Regions from separate parts of the Zea mays genome. Here regions 1 and 2 are each linked to region 3. A link is a contact called in public Hi-C data. All regions are on one chromosome and are shown on one strand. The core of a region is the stretch at or near the end of the contact, and the rest is flanking DNA. Distances in the headings are between cores, read along the strand shown.

Region 1 (4,931 bases), core at 2,244-4,743, 380 kb before region 3:
CCGGGTACCCAAGGGCATAAACGTCCTTGCCTTGGGACGTTGGACACTCGAGTACCTATAAATACCCCCATACAGTGCCCTTGAGAGGCAAGATTAACAGAGCAATTGCCATCCCACGTTAAACTTTGGTTGCACTCTTTCCACTTCCCCATTGGATCCGCTTGCCCAGGAGAGCAAGTTCCAACAAACGGTTAATCAAAATGACCCAACAGCCTAATTGGCTCCAGCTCTCTAGCTGGTCCGGAACCCGGGTGTTGTATCAAGACTTCAGGAGCAGTAAGTGCAGTCCTCTTCCATCCCCTCACTCCCACCGCCGATCCCCACCCAGAGCCACAGCAGGTGGAACGACAGCCCGCGCCCCGACCGGAAGCAGCAGCCTTATCGTATGCTCCAGCTCCGGCTCTGGCTCCGGAGACGCAGCGCATCCACCCGGAGCCCGGCACAGACCCAGACCTGGCCGCCTGCAGTCGTACACCGCAGTCCATTGAGGCTTTGTCATGCCCCATGGCCGCCGGTGGTGAATCGAAGACCGGGACGTGAGGAGATCGAGAATCACCTGAACCATGCCTCCATGAGGAAGATGGCGAGAACGTGTCTTTCGTTTTTGATTTTCTGTCTACAACCACCTGCCCGTCGCTGCCCTTGTTGTTCACGGGTTTGGTTTGTTCTTGGCCCAATGGGCTGTCTTCTGATGGGCCCAATAAAATGAACTATGACACTTGCCGGGCATGACATTACTGCCCCCTAAAAATTCAACTTGTCCTCAAGTTGACGTTTATAACTTTATATGTGCAGCACTTGTATAGCATGAGAGTGCTAGAGTAATCACTAGACTGGCTTGTAAATATAATGCAAGAGATTGCTTGCCCTCATATAATTGCAAAGATGACTGTACCTTATGATCAAATAAGCTCAGGTGCTCCATCACTGAATTTTCAGAAAGCTCAATCTCTCGAATCTCTTGTGCAAACAAGGCAAGATAAAGCTTATGACAATTCCACCTTTTAATTTTTGACACTTCACTGCCTAGACGAACCCACTATCCTGTAGCAGTAATGTGCAATACAGGATGATTCTCACATACTCCATGATCAAGAGCACCATGTTTCCATGTTAAAGTGGCCTCCAGCATTGTTTTGGTGATTTGAATCCATGGACTGAAGCCACCTTGTAGACAAGATGATACTGCACCTAGAAATAAGCAACCAGCTTCTACTCTATACATCCCAGAGTTAATGTCACTTATCCATGGTGGGATCGAATTGAAGACCTGTGTAGTGGCAGTGAACACTTGCTTGACAACCCAAATGATACAACTCTTACCAACCATATTTCTTAGAAGCTGACAAAATTGTGCAAGCAGATCATGTTGCTGATGCTCCATTTCTGTTAACTTGAAGTTCATGTTGTCCCTTTTATGTCTGGCTAACCGCGACTCCATTGTCTCAATGAACTCAGCAAGCAATTGAAAAAGAAACAGCTTGGTAGGGCCTTTATTTATCATGTAATGATCTAGAAACAATGGCCTAGAATTATGAATGTGTGCAGTATTAGCCTTACTGGTCATCAGCCTACGAACATCCGCATTTGAGACCACCACATGCCTTTCTTCATATTCTTGGTCCGACCCCTCATCAAATATTTTATCAAAAAATACATGGTCTGCAGCAACCATATGGATCTCATGCCAGATGAGAGCTGAATACGATGTTTCCCTAGATACTTTGAGACCACCACAAACAGACAGCACTAATGCATTGTTATCCACCTGCTTGCATTGCATCTAGTCATCCATCTCTTCAACTAGCTGCTCCCGTAAGCCATGTGAATTATTGAAGCCATCACACTCACAGAAAACTGGCACATCATGCACATGGATGAGATTTAGAACATGGACAGCGATTTGATTTGTATCTAGAATCAACTCATTGCTATCTAAGTACTCTTCACCCCCGGTGAGTGGCCGAGATTGCATGCATTTGCTCAAAGTAGCCACTTCCTCATCCCAGCTCACCACATCACATAGCTCAGCATTCATGTCTGTCTCGCCAACCATACACTCTCCTTGAGCTACTAGTTTCAATAAACAGTTATGTAACTGAAGACCTTGCGGTAACTCATCATCCCATAGAACATGGCTAGAAATTGCATCAAACACTCCATGGGCATCACTCATGGATGTCATGGGTACCTTGAACAATGCCTGGTCATGCTGCTGCAATAGCACATGTGGATCAGAACCATGCTGCAATTCCATAGCAAGCTCTAGAAACAATGGTGCATTACTGGAAGGAATAAGCACGACATTGGCATCAAGCTCCGCAGTATGCTTTGTATTCTTGTAATACACATACCATGTACCACATGCTAGCTATTGTAATAAGCCATCATGCGCCACTTGAGTTGAAATCTCATCCCACACTACACCTGTAGGATATATTTCCTCCAGTGTAGCTACATCATCCCAAGAAGACAATTCATCAAACAGCTTAGTGGAAGAAGTTGGCGCCATCCTTAAATCCTTGAACATCACCATATTAGGACATGCCACATCATCATCCCAATGGGGCATATCATTGCATACTTTCTGGACAACTACTTCAGCCATCGCAGTAGCAGCCATACGTCTGTCTGTCGCCCATGCCAGAGTCGCGATGGCTGCAATCCACAGCCACCAAACGCCGCCCAACTCCACCTGAAGAAGTTCGTCGCCGCCTAGAGAGCTGGCACTACACGTGCAACAAACTGGATTGAAGAAAACCAGAAGCGCCTTGTGTCGAACAGCTGAGATGCAACAAGTCTACTGCCGCCACACGCCACCGGAATTCCAACCACCACCGCCAATACCACCAAGTTGAACGCCCGCTGGAGATCGACGAACGTTGATGACGCGATGCCGACGCCGAGAGTCATTAGAGGAGAGAGAAAAAAATCACGCCCGAAACCCTGGTCACCAAAGCGGAAACGCTGTAAAGGAAGAACGCGACCTGCTACACGCGACACCAAGGATCGAAAGCCTCTGATACCAACTGTCACGCCCCGTGGCCGCCGGCGGTGAAGACCGGGACGTGAGGAGATCGAGAATCACCTGAACCATGCCTCCATGAGGAAGACGGCGAGAACATGTCTTTCGTTTCTGATTTTCTGTCTCCAACCACCTGCCCGCCCAAATGTCACGCCCCGTGGCCGCCGGCGGTGAAGACCGGGACGTGAGGAGATCGAGAATCACCTGAACCATGTCTCCATGAGGAAGACGGCGAGAACGTGTCTTTCATTTCTGATTTTCTGTCTCCAACCACCTGCCCGCCGCTGCCCTTGTTGTTCACGGGTTTGGTTTGTTCTTGGCCTAATGGGCTGTCTTCTGATGGGCCCAATAAAATGAACTATGACACTTGCCGGGCATGACAGGCTTCCAGAAAGTAAGCGAGAGAGCTGTAGAACTACTCGGGGGCCTTCCGCGGCCGCTTCCGCTCCCGATCTCGGGCCAAACTGACTTAGCCGCTCCGATTCGATGAGGAGGGCACACCGAAGTCAGGGTCGCCGTCTGTCCAAAGCCAACAACAGTAATAGGTTACTTCGCCGAGCAAATCGGGGAACAGCGTGATGATCTCGGTGCCTGCGACGGCGGGAGAGGCTTGTGGCTAGGTTCCACTTGTGGGGAGGGGTAAGTTCTGACTTCCGAGTTCGCGAGGAAATGGCACTAGCTCGCTTTTGCTCCTTCTCTCTGCTCTCGTTGTTGCTTTCCCGCACGCCGCGTCGCACATGCAAAACGTTGGCCGGCGAGGGCCCGTTCCGGTGACAGGTGTCCGGCTACGACTGCGCCGATCAGTTGGTTGGGCAATTCCGTGTGTTGACTTACTTGATCCGGGTGAGGACTTTTAACAATCTGGTCTACAACTACAATGAGCTAAGGCCCTGTTCCAATCTCGTGAGATAAACTTTAGCAGTTTTTTTAGCTACTTTTAACCATTTGTAATCTAAACAGCAGAGCTAATGGTGGTAATTGAAGCTAAATTTTAGCACTTCAATTCATATAGCTAAAGTTTAGCAGGAAGCTAAAGTTTATCCCGTGAGATTGAAACGGGGCCTAATTGATGAGGTAACGGTTCAGACTCTTGTCTTCTTCCTCGTACAGTTCAGACTCCAGCGATCTAAGGGCATGTATAGTGGAGTGACATTAAAATAGTTCTCCAAATACAAGAGACAACTAATAGACTATATCATACAATAGAGTGTCTACAAATATAGCCTATTAATAAATACAGAATTAAATGCATTTGTACAGCATCAGATCGATAGAACAGACGACAAATTCGTACAGTGGGAAGTAAGGCGTCTGTTGCTACTTAGTTTACGAGTTAGAGGCGTCTCTTCACGGAGAGACGCCTCTAAGATTTTTTTACAAATATCCCTTTAAACACCTTAAGAGCCTCCACATTAAACACCACTGTACATGCCTTAATTATTAATCAACAGTAGCACCTTCTACCTTGCATCCATGGCTATCGGCGCAGTGGGCATCCGCCAGCGGTGGAGACACCTTACCTTTACCTAGCGGTGGAGACACCTTACCTTTACCTACCGGGTCCACTGCCCCAGAAAATTTGATATTCGATACTTCTTCCATAAATGTTGATTGTTCTTACTTTTCGAGTAGTCAAGCATTTTTAGTTTTGACCATATTTATATAAAAACGATTAATATTTATAGTACATAGTTATTACCATTAGATATATCTTTGAATTTATTATTATAGTAAAAATATTTAAAGATATAAATGTTGTTAATATATTCTATAAATCTAGTTAAACTAGGTCAGTGCCCGTGCGTTGCAACAGGAAAATATAATATCTCGATAACTTATATATACAAATATGTGTTATGCAGTTATGGGATAGAGGATGACATCCGCGAGCTGTCCGGGATGACAT
Region 2 (5,018 bases), core at 762-3,261, 270 kb after region 3:
GTTGTAACGTTGCTTGCCTCCCCTTTTATTGCTAAAGGGGGCATGTACAAAAGACTCCGAACCCCGACATGTGGGCCCATAGACATAACAGATGGAATACCCAGAGCAACTAATGTCGGTCACCTTGTGCTATATCCCCGTGCCCCGACATTCGTCGCTTGAGTAGGATTGGCGTGCAGCAGAAGGTTCCTCGGTATCGTACAAGTCATGATGACCGCTGCGCGCGTGCTGCGGTGTGGGCGTACTGCCCACTGTCTGATTGGACAGGCACGCCGCCTGTAGGGTGGTCTGGTTGTCGCCTGCCATTAGAGTGGACGGGGCACATTAAATGCAGAGTCGGCACATCGTCTGTCTGCAGGACGGACAGGCGGTGCGCGATCTCCGCAATAAATGCAGAGATCGTGTGGCCCTGAGGTCTTACGTCAGACTCTTCCCGCCGGCTTACGTCACGGGCCGTAGGCCACGTGGCAGCATCGGGTCCCTGCCTGAGCGGGGAGCGGAGGCGCGCCTGACAAGACCCTGACACGTGTCTGTGCCGGACCCCTGTACGTCCTTGACTTAGGCCAGGGTATTCTTCGTCCCGAGATCTTGTCGTGGATGATTCGGACCTCACTTAGAGGGGTCCGGGTCCCATTCAGGGGAGCACGAAGGTCCCGGGTCGTATTCGGAGGTCCAGGTCATGTATGCTGGGGTCTAGCACTTTCTCACGGGGGTCCGGATCCACTGATGATAACACGGTATATGTTACCTTCTCTGGTCATCTGGTGGCCCCGCTGTCGCCCACGTGGTGAGGTCGGACGCTGTTTACCGCGTTTTCTTACTATAGTAAGGGGTACCCCTGTTACAGGGTACCGACACTATCTATCCGTGTTATTTTCAAACGAAGGATTGCATTTAAGCCAGATCATAATAGCAGTTAAGTTGATTTCGCTTAACTGCTATTATGTAGATATAGGTATTTGTGAAAACATCTACCGTCAAGCTCCAAAAAGGAAACGAGTTCTCTTACTTTTAGAGTTATGGGAAGGTCTTTTCTAAGTATGAATGAAAACAAATAAGTATTTGGATATCAATTTTGTTGTTCTTTTTTTATTGTGAATAAATAGGATATAAAGTCTACTATGTAAATTTATATTCTTGTTTTTTTACCATTGGCTTATAAATATCCCTAAAAGGTGAACATCAAATTCATTATAAATTTTCTCAAATGATAAATATAAAATTCGGAGACAATTTGGATACAAATATTTTTTCACCTTGTAGAGAGCAATTAATGTATAAAACAGTTTTATATAAAATTTTATTCTTTATTTACAATAATGCGGTTCATAACATAAGAAAATTTTAGCATCAAAATTCATACATATCTATTTGAAAATATTAAATTTGTTCTAATAATTCGAATACCCACGTAAAATTGGATGATAAAATGAGAATGATAAGCTAGAAAAACAATATTGCTAAGCTAGAAAAACCATCTTGTTACCCTATCGTATTTTAATCACGAGAAAAATAATGTAGCTTCATAAGAAAATGTCCCAGATCCCTGACCATAATGTTCCATGTGTAAAAGAAATTTATTGCAATTTCATGAGAAAATATGTTCCAACACCATGATAAAAAGCATTCCAAATAAAACATTACAAATTTTGGATAGAAAAACTATACGACACAGTTCATGTGAAAAAAAATACTATAAAAGTAATTAAGACATAAATTTAAAATGCCCAATAACAAGCCTACCCTCGACCGGTGAAAACAGGTTTTAAAATGGTTTCACTAGTGGATTTGCAAAAATTAGAAAATATTGCTAACAAAAAGGATTTATTAGGACGAAAGTAGTTAGAAGTAAAATAAAGAAAAAGAGAAAGACACAAACAATGAACAAGTCTCATGGTCATGGGCCAGCAAACCAGCGTCGTGATGCGCGTGCAGCTGCAGGAAAAATAAAAATAAAAAGACAAAATCAGTCGGCCCAATAGCCATGGAAGAATTGCTCTCCTGAGGTGTGCTCTGCTGCTTGGTGTTTTTCCTCCTCCCGTTCACCTCGCCGTCGACGGGGCCAGGCGGCCGAACACATCCTTGACGACCGCCGTCGCCCTACTCGCAGCTTCCTGGGTTTCATCGGATCCTCTGCTAGCGACGAGCACCCCCTACACCAGGTATTCCCCCTCTCCTTCCCTTCCTCGCAAAACTGAGCATCCGAACCCTACCTTAAGCTATTTGGCTATTTGTATTCAGATCTGACAAGTATTTGCATGTATTGTGCCTACTAACTTCGTTTTTTCTGGCAAAAATTATCGGGTGTGCTGCTGACGCACACACGCAAGGCCGTTACTTGGGCGCCGGTGCCATGCCCGGCGGGTCTTCGGGTCCAGATGGTGAAGTGGATGCAGGATTTGCGAAGCTCCAGGGAGAGGATTTCGAGTATTACATGCAAACGTACTCCATCATGCTGGGACGCAACAGCAAGAAATCAACAGTGGATGTGGATCTCTCGAGCCTCGGTGGGGGTATGAACATCTCCCGCCACCACGCCCGGATATTCTACGACTTCCAGCGCCGCAGGTTCGCGCTCGATGTCATTGGCAAGAACGGGTGCCTTGTCGAGGGCGTCCTGCACCTTCCAGGGAACCCCCCTGTCAAGCTTGACTCGCAGGATCTGCTGCAGATTGGGGACAAGAAGTTCTACTTCCTACTGCCAACACGGTCCATCTTCGCTTCGGCTGCTGCTGCTCGGCATGCTCCTATTATTCCACAGCAGCTTCCTCCTCCACCGTATGCACATGCACGGGCAGGCCGCCCTCGTTTGTCCGAGTTTCATGACCGCTCCTTCGAAGGTGATTATGGGCGGGAGGTTGATGAGATTGGGAATGGTATCAGTGAAACTGCGATGAGGGGAAAGCTGGTAAAGAGGAACAAGAAGTCTTCTGGCGACTTGGATATCTATGGTGGGCATAGAATCAATGTGGAAGCAATAGGGACGCTAGGTGAAGGTGATCTTCTATACTCTATATGTACTTCTGTTAGATATGATGTATGTTTCCTCATTCTCGTGTTGTACTGTGAAAGGAACATATAGTAAATGCCGAAATGGTGATTGTTGGTCAGTCATTCAATCTAGTTGTTGCATTGACTTCTGAACACATAGCAATAAGAATATGCCAATATTACATATTAGTGGATAGGCTAGAATATACACAACCTAACAAAACTTGATGGTTGAGGGAATTTGGGTAACTCTTAGTTACAACGAAGGAAGTTTATGAATTACTTTTCAGAAATGTAGCACTTTCCAAATCCTGATTCAAACCCCGTGCTAAAAAATAAGTCTTTTGTTTCTATAGTACCTTCTAATATTTTATATATGTATTCCTGCAACTGGAGGTCTCTTATGTTCAAATGTAGTTGTATCTTTTTTCCTAATACGAAATTTTGATAGCAATCTGAATGCATTACCTTTGCTGGATAGTAGTAATATAGTGGGGGGACACACAGTAAATTATCAATAGTATTTTTACAGTTTTGGGGATTAAGAACCAGTAAATGATGCAATGAAAGTTTTTCAATCCTGCTGTCCCTCATTGCTGTTGCCAATTATAGATCTTCAATTGGAAACACTTGTACTGTTTTCTTAATTTCTAGAGCTATTTCTATTGGGTGATTTTTTTTTTATCCACAGTGCTGCAATAGTCCATTTCATGGTACTTGACAGACTTCCTTTTATTTTGCAGACAGTAGATCAGAAATAAGATCAAGGGGTGACAGGGATATTGACAACCAACAAGCCCTTCAAGCAGAAGAGAAGGATGTTGTATCATCTGTGGCCACAGTGTTATCTGATCTCTGTGGCCCTGGGGAATGGATGCCCATGGCAAAACTCCACAACGAGGTTTGTTATGCAAATGATAAAAATCTATACCTCTGCAATTTTGTTGCTGTTTTTTTATCTCATGCTCTGGTTAGTCCCAATAGTTTTCTGTTACTAGTGTTATCACATGTTTATAAACTGACGAATGAACCACATGGCTACATCATTGAGGTAATGAAATTCCTATTGACTACAAGTGGGCGCATGCCAACTGGAAATGTTAGCCAAAATGCTAGCATTCCTACCCTGTAAGATCATGTAATAGCTGATGCTTCTATCTGAATCCAGATCATCTGCAGCACATTTCTAATGCTCACATTATTTGGATTTTAGCCTAGGTTATGTTGCCTTTTCCCTACATCTTGTGTAACAGTCATTGTCATGCCAAAGTTCCCTCAAGGGATATACACCTGACCTGAGAAAAAACAAACTATGGAGTACAGTAGAATCATATTATTTGTGCCTGTAGGATACAAAACTGCTAGCATATTAACTTGTTGCTTTGCCTGCTAGCACCTAAACCCATCCAACTAACATGGGCATTATAAGAAACATAATTTGCAAAAGGGCCTCTAGCCTAGTGGTTAAAGGCTTTCGAGTAGCGCCTTCAAGTCCTAGCTTCGATTCCCCTCGGGGGTGAATTTTCCGGCTTGGTTAAAAAAATCCCCTCGTTGTGCCCCATCCGCTCTCGGGTTACAATGTCTTGAGCGCCACCCTCCAGTTGGGCCGTTGCAGAGTCGACGGTTGACGCTGGCCCGTTAGTGTTGGTGGGCCAGGGTTCGAGGATTTTCTCGGCCGGGAGTCCGGGACCATTGTTTCAGTCTCTTCTTAATATAATACCGGGAGGGCGGCCATTCCCTCCCTGACTAAGTTTTATTATTATAAGAAACATAATTTACTTACACAATATGTTGCCTAGTAGACTGTTGTGAGCGTGGCATGGTCCCAACAGCTGCAGCAGTTTTACAGAAGTTACTCAAAAAAGCAATGTAGCACTGAGGTATCGTAGTGGTATGACCTTTTTCACAATAAGCTGTAATTTATGAAAGCAGATTTTTAGTTGGGCTATTTTCTTTTAGATATGCTGTGTACTAGTGATTGATTTTCTTAGGTTTTGATAATAATTATTATGGGCTCAAGACAAGTT
Region 3 (4,675 bases), core at 2,064-4,563:
ACGAAACATGTGGAGATCGACCTGCACTTTGTCCGCGAGCGTGTCGCTGTAGGTGACGTTCGGGTTCTCAGCGTCCCCACCACGCTGCAGTTCGCCGACATCTTCACCAAGAGGTTACCGACGAGTGTATTCCTAGACTTTCGGTCCAGTCTCAACATCTGTACAGGTTAGAGTTGCGACTGCCGGGGGGGGTGTTAGAATACCTATTAGGGTTTGGGGCTTCCCCTTTGTAATTCCCCTCTCGCCCCCTTGTAATGGGCCTGGCCCAACTATCCCAAGTCTATTAATATATCATCACCCAACCCTATCCTAGGGTGAGTTTGTTGCAAGAGTAGAGGATGGCTTTCAGGAGTCACTACACATTACAAGAGATGTTGTGGCAGACTGCCAGGTTAAACCAAGAACCGGAAGATTCCACCCAGAACAGCTGGAACAATCGGGAAAATGGCCAGAGTTCTGGCCGGTACAGGATACTGCTTTGGCCGTGTCAGTCTCTTCACTGTTACGTAGCATTCCAGCCATTCTGGCTGGTACCGGAACAGTATGTACATGCATGGTCCAAACAGGCTCTTGTACACCGACTGTAACTTCTTATTGCAGCCTTAACCATGCAATGCTTTGACTGACTGTTGCGTTTTACTTTCCGAGAATTACGAATGCTGATGTGATCGTTTAAGTCAGATATCTCATGTTATTAAGAAGGAGAATAATCTTATTGTTATTGTTTATATATATCATCTCTGCCGGGATTTTTCAGGTTTTGCCAGGATGATGGGACATGGAGACGTGAGCTTTATAAGGATTCTAGAGGAACTCAGACTTCATGTAAGGGCCATTGTTCGAATAATTCTGAACATGCCTTTATTCCTGCTTTCCTTCTGATAATTTACCATTAGGTTGTTGCTTCTACTGTGTATGTTTTAGCTGAACCTACTTCCAGAAATCTGGAATCGAACAAAAAATCCCAAGTGCAGCAAAAGGTTGTGAAGAAATTACCAGTTTCAGATCTTCGTGGAAAGTTATCTGGTGTCGCGAGCCAGCGCCCTCAACTTAGCAGTACTGTTCAGGTCCCAAAACCTGTAAAAGAGGTTATTAAGAGCAACAAACCTGTTCAAAAGAGAGACCCCGCTCCAACTACTGCCCCTCCTGACATCAAGAAACCCAGTGCACCTGCACCTGTACCAGCACCATCTGCATTACCAAAGCAATCCCAGAACAAGGTGAGATGGTTGAGGATCTATGTTGTGTTTTCCTACAAGATTGTATCCTGATCGGTTATTGTGGTTCCACTATTTGTTCTTCTGGAATGGGAAACATTGTACCATCATTTTTCTTATTTTCCATTTGCTGTGGTGCTGTCCTGTGAATATAATGGACTACATGACCATTTGATGTTGGAGTCCCTTTGATGTTTGTACAACCTTTGGTTCTAAATTTGATCTAGTGCATGGTTAATCTTCTAGACCTTTAGCATGTTCGAATTCCTAAGGAAATTTCGATCTAGTGCATGATTAATCTTCTAGCTCTTTAGCATGTTTGAATTCCAAAGTTTCATTTGTCTAGTCCCTTGCTGGCACTGTTGTGTCTAAATTCCTGAATGGAATTTGGTCTTCATAAACATTCAATTCAATGCTGTAATAAATTGTTCCCTTTCTTCGATATGTGCAGATTGATGCTTCGCTTGACAGTTTACTGAAGTCTCTTGATCTAGAGAAGTATTTGATAAATTTCCAGGCTGAAGAGGCACGTTCGATATATGTTGCAATTTTGTATTGTGGGTGTGACTGGTGAGTGGTGACCTTAAATATTGTTAATGGATATTCATCTTTCAGGTTGATATGAAAGCATTGGTTTACATGAATGAAGAAGATATGAAGTCTTTAGGAATTCCAATGGTACTGCAAGGACTTTGCCTTTTTCTTTCCCCAAGTTGGTTAGCATGCTTATCTCTGCTTAAACAAGAGACCTCTGGGTTGAAGCAATATGTATATATTTAAGGTGGTAGAATTTGATCAGACCGCCACTTATCCATACTTTTAGTCCCAGTTTGGCTAACGAGAAGTAACTTTGATTGGCAAACGGGATTAGAATGACCTGATTAGTTGGCGCTGTGCGTTTTCTCTGCGGTTGTCATAAATTTAAACCAGATGCTCTAAAGAGAAAACATATTCCCTTCGGTTGAAATTATTAGTTCACTTTGGCTTTGGGCTAAGTCAAACTTATTTAACTTTGGCCAAGTTTTTTTGAAAAATATATTATTACCCACAATTTCAAAATTAATGCACTATGATAACATATTTCATGAAGGATTGAATGAAACTACCTTGGTGTTGTAGATACTGGTGCACTTTTTTAAAGCCTTGGGTCAAAGTTAGAGAAGTTTATCTTAGAACAAAACCAAAGTGAGCTATAATTTGGAATGTAGGAAGTAGGCACTAAAGATATGTCCAGTCAGTGTTTCAGCTAAGCCCCACATTCATAGTACATCCAGCTATTGCCGCGTCAATGGAAAATATTGATTTCTCTTTGTGATATGCATCCCTTATTTGCACAGCTGAAAAATGGAAGCAATGTCCATTATGTTCTGGTTCCATCTCTGATTGCATTATTACCCAGCGATCATTTGATTCCAATCTACTTAGGATTGATGGATTATTGTGGATATTCTTTCATTTGTTTCATGTTTACAGGGTCCCAGGAAAAAGATACTATCAGCATTGGCTCACAGAAAGAACAAGTCTTCGAAGTCATTGCCTACCAGTACCAGTTGAGGCATCTTTAAGCTTGTGTGGTAGCTAGACAACTTGTTGATCTTGGATATGTGCAAGTGCATCATCGACCTGCAGAGTTAACTCCACTGACGAGCAAGATTCCTATCCATCAAGGCTGATGCGGTGTATAAGTAGAGAACTCCGTGATGTTGGTAGTTGAAGGCAACCAACTGATTGTTGATGTCCCTCCTATTCTGTGATCTCCGGAATATTTGTTGATCATTGGGTGTTAATTCATGATGATGCCTTGGGGATTGTTTCCCCTTGTCCGGCAAACCCAATTCTTGCTTCTTGCGTCTCACCGTCTGCATATCCATCCAAAAAGAATTGAGTTCACAGAGAAATGCTTGAGTTTAACTAAGTTCACAGAAAAATAACAGGCAACATTTATGTCTCCAAACAGGTTTAATATGAAAATATAGTATATGATTATTTTCATCTTCTCTTTGTTTTATTTTATAAAATGTATTTGTTGTCGGCTATTTTATTGTTGAACTAAAACGTGATAATGACAACGGGATAGAGTCGTCTCCAAAAGAGGAGATAATTTTCCTTTGATTTGGGGATAACTCGAGGAAGGCAGCTGGTCCATCGCCGGCGGACTGGTCGGCTTCCTGTGCGGCTGTGCCTCTCTCGTCCCTGTTTCTTATGTCTCTCTCACGTTGTAGTCACGTGCGTGCGTACGAGCGAGGGTGTTTCGTTTTGGATCGTTTTGCAGCGGCCCGTCTCGGACGCCGACGCGCAACACGGACAGATCCACCACATATATCTCTGGCCTGTGGGCCGCCTTTTGACACCTGCAGGCCGAGCACCGCACCGCCTTCCTTCCACCGTTCCGTCCGTCCCGTCCTTCCCCGTTCCTGTGCAGCACAAGCACCGACCCTGCCGTGCGCCCAACCCCGTGCGCCGCGCATGGCTATGGCGGCGGCGACCGGCGCAGGCGCGGTGGGCGAGGGGATGCGTCGGCTCACGCAGCTCTCGCTTGTCTCCAAGGTCTGCTCGGAGCTGGAGTCCCACCTCGGCGTCGCGGACCGCGTCCTCGCCGAGTTCGTCGTCGAACTAGGCCGCGCCTCCGCCTCCGCCGCCGCCTTCGCCGCCGCGCTCAGGGACCACGGCGCCGAGCTGCCGGACTACCTCGTCCGCTCCCTCCACGCCGTCATCACCGCCATCCCGGACAGCGCCCCCGCTCCCCCCGCCTCACGTGGCGCTGGTGCCCGGGGGCGCGTGGACAAGGCGGCGGGAGAGGACGAGGACCAGGAGCCGGGGCTGCACCAGGTGCGCCGGGGGAGGGTCACCCGGGTGGCCAACGCCGGATGCTTCGTTCGCCTCGACGGCGGACGCGAGGGGCTCGTGCACGTCTCCCAGATGCCCGCCCGCGGCCGCGGCCGCGCCGGCGCTACCGTCACGCTCGGCCAGGAAGTTTTCGTCAAGGTCGTCTCGGTGGACGGCGCCAAGCTGGGGCTGTCGATGCTAGACATCGATCAGGATACCGAGAGGGGTCTCCATCCGATGCGGCGTCCGCACCCTGCGGAGGAGGACGCGCCGAGGGCAAATCCGCCAGCTGATCGCCCCAGACCCGCCGGGAGGAAGAAGGGGGTTTCTGGGATTTTCGTTTCCGATGAGGACGACGACGACAAGGCTGGTCCTCCGACGCGCAGACCAACTAGGCGGATGACCTCGCCGGAGAGGTGGGAGGTAAAGCAGCTGATCGCGGCGGGGGTGTTAGATGCCAAGAACTACCCGGTGTTGGATGAGGATGAGGAGGGGATGCTTTATCAGGAGGAAGAAGTGGAGGAGCTTGAGATTGAACTCAATCAGGATGAGCCCCCTTTCTTGTGGGGAAAAGGGCGATCCTCATCTGACATGTCTCCAGTGAGGATTTCCATGAATCCTGAGGGGTCGAT

What was found. A called contact is a pair of places that touch in the nucleus more often than the background predicts.
Region 1: a Hi-C map of ear shows a contact between it and region 3, with 3 times the contacts expected there. The contact joins the enhancer-like site here to the promoter of LOC103642764 in region 3. A contact is called at or near these places in 2 of 25 Hi-C or Micro-C datasets (bundle sheath and ear).
Region 2: a Hi-C map of ear shows a contact between it and region 3, with 2.1 times the contacts expected there. The contact joins the promoter of LOC100193957 here to the promoter of LOC103642764 in region 3. A contact is called at or near these places in 6 of 25 Hi-C or Micro-C datasets (bundle sheath, ear, leaf and 2 more).

The regions. Positions count from the first base shown.
Region 1 is chr1:196,996,253-197,001,183 of Zm-B73-REFERENCE-NAM-5.0, forward strand. No RefSeq gene overlaps it. Among protein-coding and RNA genes, the nearest start is that of LOC103642707, 41 kb to the left of the region's middle. Within about 2 kb of position 3,494, at least 14 of the 20 cell types and tissues checked have an H3K27ac peak or open chromatin away from gene starts, as enhancers often do. A contact at or near this core is called in bundle sheath and ear, where this site is marked.
Region 2 is chr1:197,650,683-197,655,700 of Zm-B73-REFERENCE-NAM-5.0, forward strand. LOC100193957 reads left to right here and starts at 2,012. Exons shown (of 4, transcript NM_001139026.1): 1 at 2,012-2,162; 2 at 2,331-2,996; 3 at 3,735-3,892. The coding sequence starts at 2,354.
Region 3 is chr1:197,374,562-197,379,236 of Zm-B73-REFERENCE-NAM-5.0, forward strand. It overlaps LOC103642764, which reads left to right and starts at 3,314. Exons shown (of 1, transcript NM_001368297.1): 1 at 3,314-4,675. The coding sequence starts at 3,420. It overlaps LOC100194223, which reads left to right. Exons shown (of 6, transcript NM_001139264.1): 2 at 758-825; 3 at 925-1,220; 4 at 1,669-1,743; 5 at 1,833-1,895; 6 at 2,691-3,047. The coding sequence ends at 2,771.